Linked DNA regions of Pan troglodytes: region 2 is linked to region 1. The links are chromatin contacts, called in public Hi-C maps. All regions are on one chromosome and are shown on one strand. Each heading gives the region's core, a stretch centred on a gene start, on an enhancer-like site or on the middle of the called end of the contact. The rest is flanking DNA. Distances are from core to core; before and after follow the strand shown.

Region 1 (6,563 bases), core at 3,947-6,446:
TAAGGTACTTTAGCAACCTTGGAATTAGCAGGGGGTCCTGAATCCAATCCCCCATAGCTACAGCTGTATTATTATTAATTCCATTTTGTAATTAAGGAAACTGAGGCAAGAGTCATAAATAACTTGTAAAAATAACACAAGAAGTGGTAGAGCCAGGATTTGATACAAAAATCAGTCTGATTCTACCTACCAACAATATCTAGGTCTTTATACGATCTAAAGGCAGTAACAACAAGTAAATTAATGGTAATTATAAATGACCTGTCTTATAGGGCTGTTGAAGAATATACATAAAGCACAAAGCAGAGAATCTAAAGGTAGTTTTAATTATCATAAATCTCTCATCAACATGGGAAGAAAACCTGATGACCTCACAAAACATGCCATTCCATTTTCCAATAATATTCATTATTAGAAATGCATTCATATCAATCTTGACCAAACTTTACACCTTTTGGTGCTGGTTTTGCTTTCTGGAACTTCTTATGTGTTTTTCTAACTTACTTTCTTTCAAACTCTCCTAGTAATAAACTGCTTGCTACACATTCTCTTTATAAAACTGAATACCTACCTCTTATTCAACCTTTTCTCTTACAACATGGTCATTCTTCTGGGCAAGTCCCTATAGCCCTGAAAACTGAGGCTCAAATCTGAAGACAGTATTTCATGGGCTGCCTGACCATCAGGGAATAGGCTGTTCCTAATAAATACTTTCATCTTTTTTGACATCTACCCTTTTGTTACTATCACCTAAGACTGGATAAACACTTTTGACAGGCCTGACAACTCACTGACTCATTCAGAGCTTGCAGTAAACTTTTTTCACATATACTTATCTGAACTCAAGCAGTGGAAAGTGTTTAATTCAAATATAGGAATGTATAAGTTATCTCAACTAAATTTCCTTTTATTAAATGGGCCCATTAATAACATCTTTTGAAGGTCTAGATCCCATCATCCAATGAAGTAGTTGGCCCTGTCAACTTCAAATCATTTGAAATTTGGTAAGCATGTATCTAACTTCTAAAATATCAACAGAATAGAGTTCACTGGATACTGTTAGAGATTTTATTTCACGTTGGCACAATCTACTAACTCATCTTATTCCAAAAACATAGTCCAAAAAGAGACAAATAAAATTATCTTTGTTCCCCCAACTGTCCTGGTGAAATCAAAGTACTCACAGGTCCTAAGGAGATCAATCCCGCTATTGTGGTTTCCGGGATCAACAAATTTCTCCATGAACTGCTCAGTTAGTGTGAAACTCACACATTTTGTGACCACATCAAATGACTCTGGAACAAGAACAATTGCCTGTTGTTTTAATTATAAACATTTAACAAAAATCTCTTTCAGTAATTATTCTCTGAAGTAAAAAGTAAAGGATGTTTCCAGAGGGGTCAGCAACTTCTCTGGCCCTGACTGACACACAGGTTTCATAGATGTCCAACGGATGCCACTGGTTCTCAGTGGCAGGCTGAAGAGATAGGCACAAGGAAGAAAATAAAGTGGAAGCAGTAAAATGAATGGCAGAATAGCTATGTAGAAAGCCTAGGAAGAAGGGGAGGGAACAAAGACTGAAATGAATAGGAATGTTGATCTTCTCATGCAACCGTGCTTTACCAACCATATCCCCATCTCAGGGAATGCCAAATCCACACTTCCAGTTCCTCAGACCAGAAACTTTAGAGTAATTCTTGTACATTTACACTCCATCAGGAAATCCCAGGAATTCTTCCTTCAAACTATGTCCAGAATCCAGCTGCTGCTCAGTGCTACCATTCTGGTGTGAGTCATAATCATCACTTAACCTGAATTACTTCTATAGCCTCCTAACCATAGTCTTCTAGTTCCCACCTTTGTCTGCTGCCTCTGTTCTCACAACAGCCAGGGTGACCAGATCATGGCTCAGCACTGTATTTGGAGTCAACACCAAAGTTCTCATTCTGCCTAGAGTCCTCCAGGATTTGCCCCAGTCCCACTCCCAAAGTAGGTCTTTAACAGCATACCCAACTTCCCGTCTCTCCCTCCATTCCAGCCCAGTGGCTTCCTTACTGGTCCTTGAATATTTCAGGCATGCTCCCGCCATAGAGCCTTTGCAGTAGATGTCCTTTCCAACCTAAATGACTTCCTCCCCATTTACCCATATGGCCAACTCTTTTGTCTAGTCTTTAACTACATTCTTTACTCAAGTGGTGTCTTCTCAATGAGACCTACTTTAAGTATCCTATTGAAAATCATAACCTATGGCCACCAATATTCCTTTTCCCACATATTTCCAAATCCCTTTTGTGTTCTATTTTGCCATAGCACATGTCATCTTTTAACATACTGAATAATTATTTATTCTGTTTATACTGTTATATTCTGTTCACTGCCTGTCATCCTTTATCAGAATGCTAGCTCCCCAGGAGTAAGGATTTTGTTCTTTCCTGATGTTCTCCCAGCTAAGAGGCCCTGGAACATGGAGACATGCAATAAATTATTTGTTTAATGAATGACTAAATGGTAACACTCCAATTCCAACTCCAATTTCAATATCAAGTGCTCCTGTAACCTCATAAGTCAAACTGAACATTTTACAATGAATTTTAACCAACTTTCTCTCCTTTCCTTCCAAATTATCTTTGTTTCCAGATATAGTGACATATTATCATCCTTTTGAAATTTCATAACTCAAGCCTGTTCTGCTATGATTTGAATACAATGCTTCCCCACTAAGGGGCCAACAGAAGTAGTCATAAATAAACTGTAAAGTTGTTCCTTACAAAGAGTTCTAAAGCTACCATTTTAATAACTGGAAATTAAAATCTTTAAGTGTTAAATAAGAATGCCTGTAAAATAAACCTAAAAATCTAGTTTTGGGTTTTTTTTTTTTTTAACTTCTGTAATACAAATTTCTTAACCTACCAACTCTGCATCAAGATTGTTGTAAAACAGTCTCATAATTACACAGATTAAATGTAGAGCTGGTCAAATTACAACCTCTAAGACACACGGGCAAATGATAGATATGTATTATAATACAGCTAACCCATAAAAGGACAATTTTTTGAGTTGATTTTCGATGGTAGTCCTTTTACTAGTTACCAAATATTTTTAAAAGTCTTTCGATGTACTTTTCCAACTATTTCTTTATAACATGTGTTAGAGTAATGAAAAGTATTTTAATGAGTGAGTAAATAAGAAAAAAAAAAGCCATTAAGGCTTTCCCAAGATAAGAAAAGTTCCTCATCCAACCAATATTGATGAGTACCATGGTAATGCAAAGAAGTTGGGGAGAGAAGGCAGTAGAAAGAGAAGATACACGATTTATTTCTTTAAGGAGAGAGAGAACCAACAAACCTGCTTACATGTAATTGGGCAATCATTACGTCGTTTTGTCTATTATTAACCAGGTGAAGAAGACAGAAGTTAAAATAAGAGAAATACCTGTCCTTTCTGGTGGGCTATACCAATGCATGTTTTTGGGTATGGTGATACACCGTCTCCACAATCCCACTGTGCCATTGTATCGAAAAAGTGCATCATTATAAGTCTTTTCATCTGCCTCATCACTAATGAATTCATCCCAGATGCTTTTATTCAAATCACTGGAATTTTCTTGAACTGGACTTCGATATTCATACCAGAAGTCTGTGCCAATGGAGGCTGCCATGTAGATGGTGGAAATGAGGCTAAGCACACAAGCAATTACAAATGCTGTAGCAAAACGGTTATCCATTCTGGCATTCAGACTGCTCTGTTTAAAAGTTGAAGAAAGAAGATAAGTTAGACTTTACGGACAAATAAGAAAGATTATTTTGAATTATTCCAAATGCACCCTTTACCCAATTCCCCATCCCTTCGTACATATAACCATTAAGAATTTTTTTTAGAAAGCAAGCATGTTTTTAATTAAGCTTAAAACAAAACTCATTCTCATAAAAGTACTTATTGAATGCTCACATACCCAGGATGCTACGGAGACAGAGGTCTTGTTCTCTAGTCTATCACCTGCATACTAAAACAGACAACACTGAAATGGACATACACATTACAGATACAAACAATAGACATGCCCATGGTCAGCAGTGTACCGTGCACACATTTTAAATTACAGACTGAATTTTTGCACGAGCTGCAGAGGATTAAGTGTTCTGGGTTTGAGTGTTAAAAAGGCACAGGAAAAAGAAGCAGTGGAAATTGGCTTCTCCCAGTTTCCTCTGAAGAGGGAAGCCTCCTAAAACAAAGGTAAGAGTCAGGAGCCATACGGAAAACAGAGTTGAAGATGTTTGTTAACCCCGAGGGAAAGGTTGTTCTAGGTGTATAAAATAGCAAAGAGAACAATAACATGTAATAATGCTAGATAGCAATCTCTCCCTAATCCATTAAAGCTAAGCCAAGCTTCTTTACGCTGCCAAATGCTTCACTCCTATCTACTCTCCCGATTCCTTATACTTCTGAACCTTCTCAACAGAAATCTTGCTCTCTCCCTAAATCCTAAGTGCAACATACGTCCGCAAAAACTAAATGATCCCTCCTCAGCCAGACAGAAAACTCTCAACATATCAACACTCCCAAGGCGTGGACAGGGCTCAACGGCAGTAGTAAATGGCCGCGGTAAAATGACTCAAGGCGGATCGCGCTGAGTCAAATACTACACGGCAAGTATACACCGTGACCGCACCAAACACCTTACAAAGGTGCATGAAAACAGACTCGCAAACTGGGGTTGCTGAGTTTGGAAAATGGGAAGTGACTCAGGAAAGATAAGAGCAATGACAACGAAAACTCAAAAAGTTGGATTTGTATTTTGATTTTTTAAAAATCCCCCCTTCATCCAGGTGCTCTCAAATGACCTTAAAGGGTCCCAGCACTGGGAACGGCGGTTCGTCCAAGCCGGACGCCTGCAGCAGCCACCTCCTGGGCCTCACGGCAGGGCCGGAGAAGGCCAGGGCTGGGGCGGGGCAGCCGTGCTCGGCCCCGGGCCAGGGTCCCCCGGTACCCGACCAGGCCCCGCCCTAGAGGGCTCGGCCCTGGGACAAATCCGCCGCTCGGAACCCGCCCAGCCCGACCACGCTCGGGAAGGGGGCTCCTGTTCAAACCGCCGGGAACATGGAACCGCGACGCGACCCCTGCCCGGCGACGCAGGTCCCGCTCACTCACCGCCCATCCTCCTGCTCCGCCAGCTTCACCCTCTAGCTCAGACCACAGCACCCTACTCTCCCCGCGCCTCCTCTGACGCACTTCCCTGCAGAGCCCGCCCCCTCCATAACTCCCGCGCCTCCGCCCGCCCCCACTCCGGGCCGGGCCGCGGCCCGGGGCCGAGGGGCCTTGTGGGAGTTGTAGGAGGGACAGACTGAAAGCTGTCTGAGGCGGCGATAGGCATTCCTGGCGCCGCGCGCGGCGCATTGTGGGAGATGTAGTTCAGCTCCTCAGGGCAAGCCGGTACGCAGAAGGGAAGTCTAGGCTGTTGGATTCTTGCATTTTAGGGAGGAAGGGAGAATGGTCCAGAAAGTAAAGCGGGCCTGTTTCCGGTCATCTCGAGTCAGTGACCGTGACTTGTATAACTTAGATCTGACTTTTAGGCCTGTGCTTTCCCTATCACACCACCCTGCCTCTAGATCTAAGTATAAATGAACAAAAATGGGATTCTACTTGTGAAACGTTGACCCATTTTATTTCCCTCTCCCAGAATCCCTCCCATTGGAGCAGAGCATCCTTCTGGTTTTATTGCATAAGTTTAGGCTAAGAAGTATGTGACCTGGCAGACAGTATCCATCAAGAATGTAATGATATTATTTGGGTTTCATAAAATGTGTTTGTAGCTGCCTTCCTTTTATGACAAGTGATACTAGTTTTCTACTGCAGCAATGTTGTTCCTTTTAAATTCTTTTCACTTAATTTAAAAACTATTAAGTTAATAATACTGAGGATACCAGATATGTCAAAAAATGAATAAAAAATTGTGGGTATAGTAGGAAAAAGACTGAAATTTGGGGAACATCACTCAAGCAGATAAGGTCATGGACAGCATTGGAGATTGCAGATGATGTGTGGCACAGGGGCAACAATGATTCTGAACCCTCAGGTTTAACACAGAAATTCATGGACAGGAAGCAGGGACATCTTAACAATAACATGAGTGGAACCATTAACGTGGCCTGGGACCAGCAAATGGTGGATTTCTCAACAGTAACCGACAGAGAAAGCTGACTCAAGGACCAGAGGGGCTCTCAAACCCCTACTCTGTCCCCTAATGCCTTGTAATTTAGCATAGGAGAAAGATGGGAGCTGCAAGTTGATATTAAATTTCTACCACTTTGACAGATTAAAGGCATGATATGTTTCTCTATCTCTACTTACATTTCTTTGACCTGAGTGGGTGAAACTGATATTCATATGCAGCACATAATAAGGTAGTAGCCAAATATATTCAAACATGACTCTGGATTTTCATATACAGCATATAATAAAAAAAAAAATTTGTCAGAGGCACCAACTAGAGAAAGTGGCGGAGAGGCACAGGCAAATTGTCAATGTGTAGTAAGACACATAAATGCCCTTATACTCCAGGAAAT
Region 2 (6,483 bases), core at 3,579-6,078, 45 kb after region 1:
CTCTGAAAAGAGGCTTCACTTTTCTTTCTTTTTCTTTTCCCTTCTTTCTTTCTTTCCTTCTTTTTCTTTCTTTCTTTCCTTTATTTTCTTTCTTCTTTCTTTTCTTTTTTTCCCTCCTTCTTTTCTTTCTTTCTTTTTTTTTTTCTTGAGGTGGAGTCTCGCTCTGTCGCCCAGGCTGGAGTGCAGTGGCACGATCTTTGCTCACTGCAACGTCTGCCTCCCAGGTTCAAGTGATTCTCTTGCCTCAGCCTCCTGAGTAGCTGGGACAGGCATGTGCCACCAAGCGCAGCTAATTTTTGTATTTTTAGCAGAGATGGGGTTTCACCATGTTGGCCAGCCTGGTCTCAAACTCCTGATCTCAGATGATCCATCTGCCTCGGCCTCCCAAAGTGCTGGGATTACAGGTGTGAGCCACCGTGCCTGGCATTCACTTTGTTATCTCTCAGGTTAAATTGAGTCAAAACTTCTGATTACAGAAGGCTGAACTAAGTATATTTCCTGAAATTTTGGAGTTTTAATAGTAATAGTAAACATGTATAAAGCACTTACTATGTGCTTGGCACTGTTTTAATTGCTTTACATTTGTTAACATAGGTCATCTTTTCTACTGTCCTATTGAGGTATGTATTATTTATACAGAATTACATTGAATTCTAACCTCAAAATCTAGCTACCAAGTCCATGTTCTTCAGCAGTTTGTGATATTTATGCTACATATAGTGATACAGTTGCAAGTATATGACCCTACAAGTGGATAAGAGTTTAGCTAAAACACTGCAAATAAATGAATAAACAGATGCAGGAAGTGGTTTGTTGCATAATAGGGAGTTTCTATCCATGTTTCTATAGTTGTGTCACCAAACCACAGGTTGGTACTTTGAAAAAAATCAGTGCTATAAAAGCTTTCGTATCATTAACATTCCTTAATTCTGAACTCAGTAAAAGCTTAATCAAAGATGGTATTAGGAGAATACAAGTTCTCTAGCATTTTTTATTTGTTTGTTTCCATAACTATAGGATTTGTTTTCAAAGAGTAACAACCATAAGACATTTACAGTTCCTTTCTTGAACGCAAATAATGGTTAGGGGCTGGAGGCACCTAAACTGTGAGACAAGGTATTGATTCCTATTGAGCTTTCATAATTCTGGTTGAGAGTGATGTCAGAGGCCAGACTATTTTTTTGTGTGTGTGTGTGTGTGTGGCAGGGTCCCTCTCTGTCGCCCGGGCTGGAGTGCAGTTGTGTGATCTCAGCTCACTGCAACCTCCACCTCCCAGGCTCAAGTGATTCTCGTGCCTCAGCCTCCCAAGTAGCTGGGATTACAGGCACATGCCACCACACCTGGCTAACTTTTGTATTTTTAGCAGAGACTAAACAGGGTTTCACCATGTTGGCCAGGCTGGTCTCAAACTCCTGGTTGCCAGTGATCTGCCTGCCTTGGCCTCCCAAAGTGTTGGGATTGCAGGTGTGAGCCACGGCACCCAGCCCAGACTACCTTTTGCTCAGCACTTGGCTCTGTGGGGGTGAGCAAAAACTTCAACCCTCCACACCTCAATTTTCTCATGCATGCAATGAGAATAACTTCCTCGGGGTTATTTCAGATATTGACTAAGTTAACTTAAGTAATGTTAGAACACTGTCTGGCACCCTCAGTGTTGGGTATTAGCACTAGCTGGTGTGAAGAGAGATGGAGCATATAAATGTAAATTTAAGTTTACAAAGAGATAAATAATTTGACTGAGTGTTATGTGAGAGTCAGGTGAGAGTTACAGATACCAAATATACCTGGGTTTAAAGAGAGGTGTGACTGTTATGGGTGGCAGTGTTGTGGCCCACAGGGGCAGACTCTCAGGGTGAGGATACTTGAGCAGGGCCAGGAAATGAATTATTTTGTTCACCTTTGATGTGGCCCACATTCAAATGCTTCACAAGTACAACGTTCTCAGCTAAGCTAAGGTGGTCTTCAATATGCACTTGACCACAACGGAAAAAAAAAAAAACAAAGAATGAAAAAGTTAAACAACAGGTGGGAAATCAATGCTGAATAAAAAATTAAAATACGCAAAAGTTAACATGTTATTTCCTTCCTAAATAAAACACATGTGCATACAAAAATACATGTATAATATTCTGATATATTTATAAATACCTATCCTTGAATTGTTTTTCACTTTTCCAGCCAAATTCCCTCGTCAAATTACTGAATTTTCCTAGCTTAAAAATTATTATTTTTGATTTTGACTAGAGAAAGTGAAAGGCAATTTACTGCCACATCTATCTATATTACATAAACATACATGCTCATATATACTTTCCACTGGGAAGGGAAGAATCATGATATGAAAATGACTAAACTCTTTCTCTCTGACTGATCTAGTCTCCTCTTCTTCCTACCTTTAAAGTGCTGAACAGTCATTTGCCCAGCTTTCTATGTATCAAATATCTGATTGTTTGTTTTAATGTCTTCAGTGTGGCTTTAACTGATTTCCTGAATACCTAATGTCCACATAACACTTAACAGCTTGTAAAACTCTTTCCCATATGTTATTTTATTGACTTCCCACAGTAATTTTTGGAGGTACACATTACTCATTCTCTTTTACAGAGGAGTTAAGAGTAGAGTCTGTGTGATGTCCCCTAAATCACACAGCTATGACCGGTCTGAAATATGGGCTCAGGTTGTATGGGAATACTACCAAAGATTTCAGAAATGATCATTATGCATTCACGGGTCCTCTGGTGCCTGGTTATAAAGTAAAAGGGTGAACAATTCAGATTTATATTTGAATCTCTGTCGATAAAGTTTTTTTGTGTTACAGCCACTTGTTTTACTTTTATTTCATTTTTTTTTTTTTCTTCTATCTGAAAGAAAGCTAGAGAGTTATTTCCCCTCACAAGCTTCAAAAACCTGCCAGGCAGAGACTGATTCCCACAACCCCTCTCTGTGGTCTGGGCTTCAGGGAACAAGAAGTAGAGTGGCGGACCACATTCTTCCTCTAGTAGCAGAGACACACTGGACCACTGGGTCCTGGGAAACTTTTCTCAGGGACTGTCTTTATTGCTCCACTCTCACGACAATAACACACACTCAAACAAGCACTCACGTAACCCTGTATACAGCTGCATCAGCACCCAGAAAACGTGGCCTAATGTAGCAAAGGTAATTCCTACCGTAAAGTCCTTTAGCAGAAATGGTTCACGATGGGCCTGTAATAATGTAAGGAATTTTTACAAAGAGCCAGGGGTAGGGCACAGGGAGAGGGTGGGGAAGGGCCATTAGGGGAGATGTAAGCGGAACACTCAAGATGGACCAGGAACTTATTTGAAAGCGGTAGTTAACAACCAGAAGGGAGAAGAATTTCACCCAACCCAGGAAATAGGAACCCGTGGCCTAACGACCCCTTGGGAATCCTGTGTCTTTAGCGTAAGGCGTGAGAAAAAAGGAGTAAAGTGAAGTATAACTGAAGCTTCAGGAATTAGAGAAAATGGAAAGGGTGTATGTAGGAAGGAAAAGAAAGACAAGGTGGAGGTTAAAGGCAAGTTGCAGGTTTTAGTGGCATGGTGATTAATTTTATGTCAACATGGTGGGGCCATAGTGCCCAGATATGTGGTCAAACGTTATTCTGGGTGTTTCTGCAAGAGTGTTTTGGGTGAGACTAACATTTAAATAAGTGGACTTTGAGGAAAGCAGTTTGCCCTTTATAAAGTGGGTGGGCCTCATCCAGTCAGGGGATGTTCTAAATAGAACAAAAGACTGACCTTCCTGAGCAAGAGAGAATTCTGGCAGCAGGCATGAACTGCAGATTTGGGACTTGCCAGTCTCTATATTCACCAATTCCTTAAATAAAGCTATATACAGACATACACACATGCATCCTATTGGTTCTGTTTCTCTGGAAAACCCTAACTATCACAAGCAGGCTGTGGTCATCAAGCTACATAGGGAGGGATATGAGGCTGGTGAACAAAAAACAGGGATATAGCAGGAAGCCAAACTGCGGCTCTATTAGGCAGGCATTTGAACACTGACCTTGCTCTTGGCCTCATCTTAATTTCCCACCATTAGTTTCCCTTTGTCAACTTTTCTTATTTTCAATTGAATTCATCTCACTATATTTTATGCATTATTATATATGTCACCTTAAGTCCTTTCTGGGACAAATTAGAAGTATAAATAAATAGATTATTATCATCTGGAGCAATTATGTAAGACTAGATTTAGATTCTCTACAAATAAAGAAGAGACATGAATTACACAAATCTAAGAAAAAATGATGAAGAGATATAGATGATAAATGACATAAAATTTAAAAGATGTGCAGTAGAAATCTAGGTGTGTATGCAAGGGAAAGTAGTTTAGTCATAGGATAGAAAGTATTGAGATTAATCAAGAGGCTAAAACACCAAACCACAGAGATATAAGCAAGCAGCAAAAACTCTTCATTTAAAAAAAAAGGTTTACAAATCAGAGAAAATGCATTTTGTGTTAGTATGCCCACCTAAATTTTTTGAACATTATATAATTAAAATATTTTCTGATGGGAGAAAATTAAAAGGTTCAAGAATGAAGATGTACGAGGTCATGAAAACATAATGCTGTGTTCTCTTTGTACATATATACAAAGACTATAGAGTAAGACTTCTTACTCTAAAAAAATTCTGAACTAATAAAAATTCAGGTGTACTTTTGCCCTATGTCAATAAGATGAGTTGATGGGATTTCTGACTTTACCTAAGATTATAGCAAAGCACTAATAAATTGAAGAACAATCAGCAGTTAACTTAGACTTTCACACCACAAAAGCAGAGTAAGAATGAGAGGACTCCACCCCAGCTACCCACACAAGAACCGGGCCAGGGTAAAATCAAACTCTGTTGTGGCCTGAGACACAGGGTTTGATTTTTACCCTGGCCAAGTTCTTGTGTGGGTATCTGGGGTGGAGCTACCCACACAACAGGAACAACATTGAGAGGAAGCCCAAAGATTTTTCAGGGAGAAGCATTCTTCAACTTGTTACCCATTTTTCCTAAACAGAAAGTGTCTTCAGTCTCATGCTTTTGCTTATCCCTGTGGTATTTACACCAATCAGACCATGAAGTGATGATGCTGTGGTGGCAGCACAAAAAAACTGTGTTGGAGTTTTGAAGCATTGATAGCATTTCCTTCAAGTTGTCACTAAAATATAATTTGAAGAAAATAAGGTAGACCTGTAAAAACCAGAATATGCTTTTCTTTTAGTGTCTTTCTATACAAACAGAAATATACCCAAGTTCCTCTGGAACTCACGAGATATCTTCATGATTGAGCCAGAGGGCTGCTGTGTTTAGAAAACATAACCCTAGACACAGTGATCATTGATTTAAATGTAACTTCTAAACTCTCAAGCAAAAACTTGAAAAAGGTCACACATCTGGACCATTGTCCAGCACCCACTTTATAAAATACCTTCCCCTGTACCTTGAGGTGTACAAAATCTGTGACTTAGTTTGCATTTTATAAACAATAGTTTTACTTATTATTAACATAGACAGAAAAGACATTTGGGCACCATGTATAAAGTTCTATGAATCTTTAAGAACGATTGGAACCTATTAAAGAATACTTTTCTCAGAACATATCTTACTTCTTAAAGTTAAAACTAGTTAGACGATAACGTGTATTTAATTCAGCTCAACAGTGAGGTCAAAAACAGGAAGAGGTCTTTAAGAACAGTGGTAATGTAATGGCAACACATGATAAAAATTAATGTAACAGAATGGAAAGTTTTTTCTAATAAGAAGCATCTATATGATAAAAATATGCACAATTAAAATGTTTTGAGGGCTTAAAAATCCATGGCCTTTACTCTTTAATATTTTTATTAATCTAATAAATAAAATCAGTTAAACAATCAAATAGTAGTAAAAGGTTATGACAAAACCCAGCAATTCCCTTTCCATTTCTATTCACCTCAGCCCTGCTGCCCAAAAGCAACAACTTTTAAATCTTTTTGATTTTTCTATTTACCTCTGTATTTCTAAGTTTAATCTCTTATCTGTTCTATTATATATTCATTAGAAGCCTGCCTGTCTGTGGTCTCTTTACTTATTTTTTCTCTTTCTCTTATATTTGGAGATTTTTCCTCAAATATCTGATGACCCTGGCTATCTATTATTCTTTCTAATGTTTTCTCATTGATTCAAGTAATTTTGTTTGCTCTTATTTTTATTATAAGTTCTAGGGTACATGTGCACAACGTGCAGGTTTATTACATAGGTATACATGCGCCATGTTGGTTTTGCTGCACCCATCAACTTATAATTTACATTAGGTATTTCTCCTAATGCTATCCCTCCCCCAGCCCACTACCTCCCAACAGGCCCCGGTGTGTGACGTTCCCCTCCCTGTGTCCAGGTGTTCTCATTGTTCAACTCCCACCTATGAGTGAGAACATGCAGTGTTTGGTTTTCTGTCCTTGTGATATTTTGCTGAGAATGATGGTTT

The links. Hi-C and Micro-C count contacts between places; a contact is called where the count stands out from the background.
Region 2: a Hi-C map of a lymphoblastoid cell line shows a contact between it and region 1, with 2.8 times the contacts expected there. The contact joins the enhancer-like site here to the promoter of CLDND1 in region 1. A contact is called at or near these places in 3 of 7 Hi-C or Micro-C datasets (a lymphoblastoid cell line and stem cell-derived neural progenitor cells).

Annotation. Positions count from the first base shown.
Region 1 is chr2:101,831,632-101,838,194 of NHGRI_mPanTro3-v2.0_pri, forward strand. It overlaps CLDND1 (claudin domain containing 1), which reads right to left and starts at 5,197. Exons shown (of 5, transcript NM_001280537.1): 1 at 5,149-5,197; 2 at 3,433-3,742; 3 at 1,185-1,295. The coding sequence starts at 3,724.
Region 2 is chr2:101,876,928-101,883,410 of NHGRI_mPanTro3-v2.0_pri, forward strand. LOC134809579 (a long non-coding RNA gene) reads right to left here and starts at 429. Exons shown (of 2, transcript XR_010155662.1): 1 at 1-429. It also overlaps a transcript of GPR15 not described here. Within about 2 kb of position 4,829, at least 1 of the 24 cell types and tissues checked has an H3K27ac peak or open chromatin away from gene starts, as enhancers often do. A contact at or near this core is called in a lymphoblastoid cell line, where this site is marked.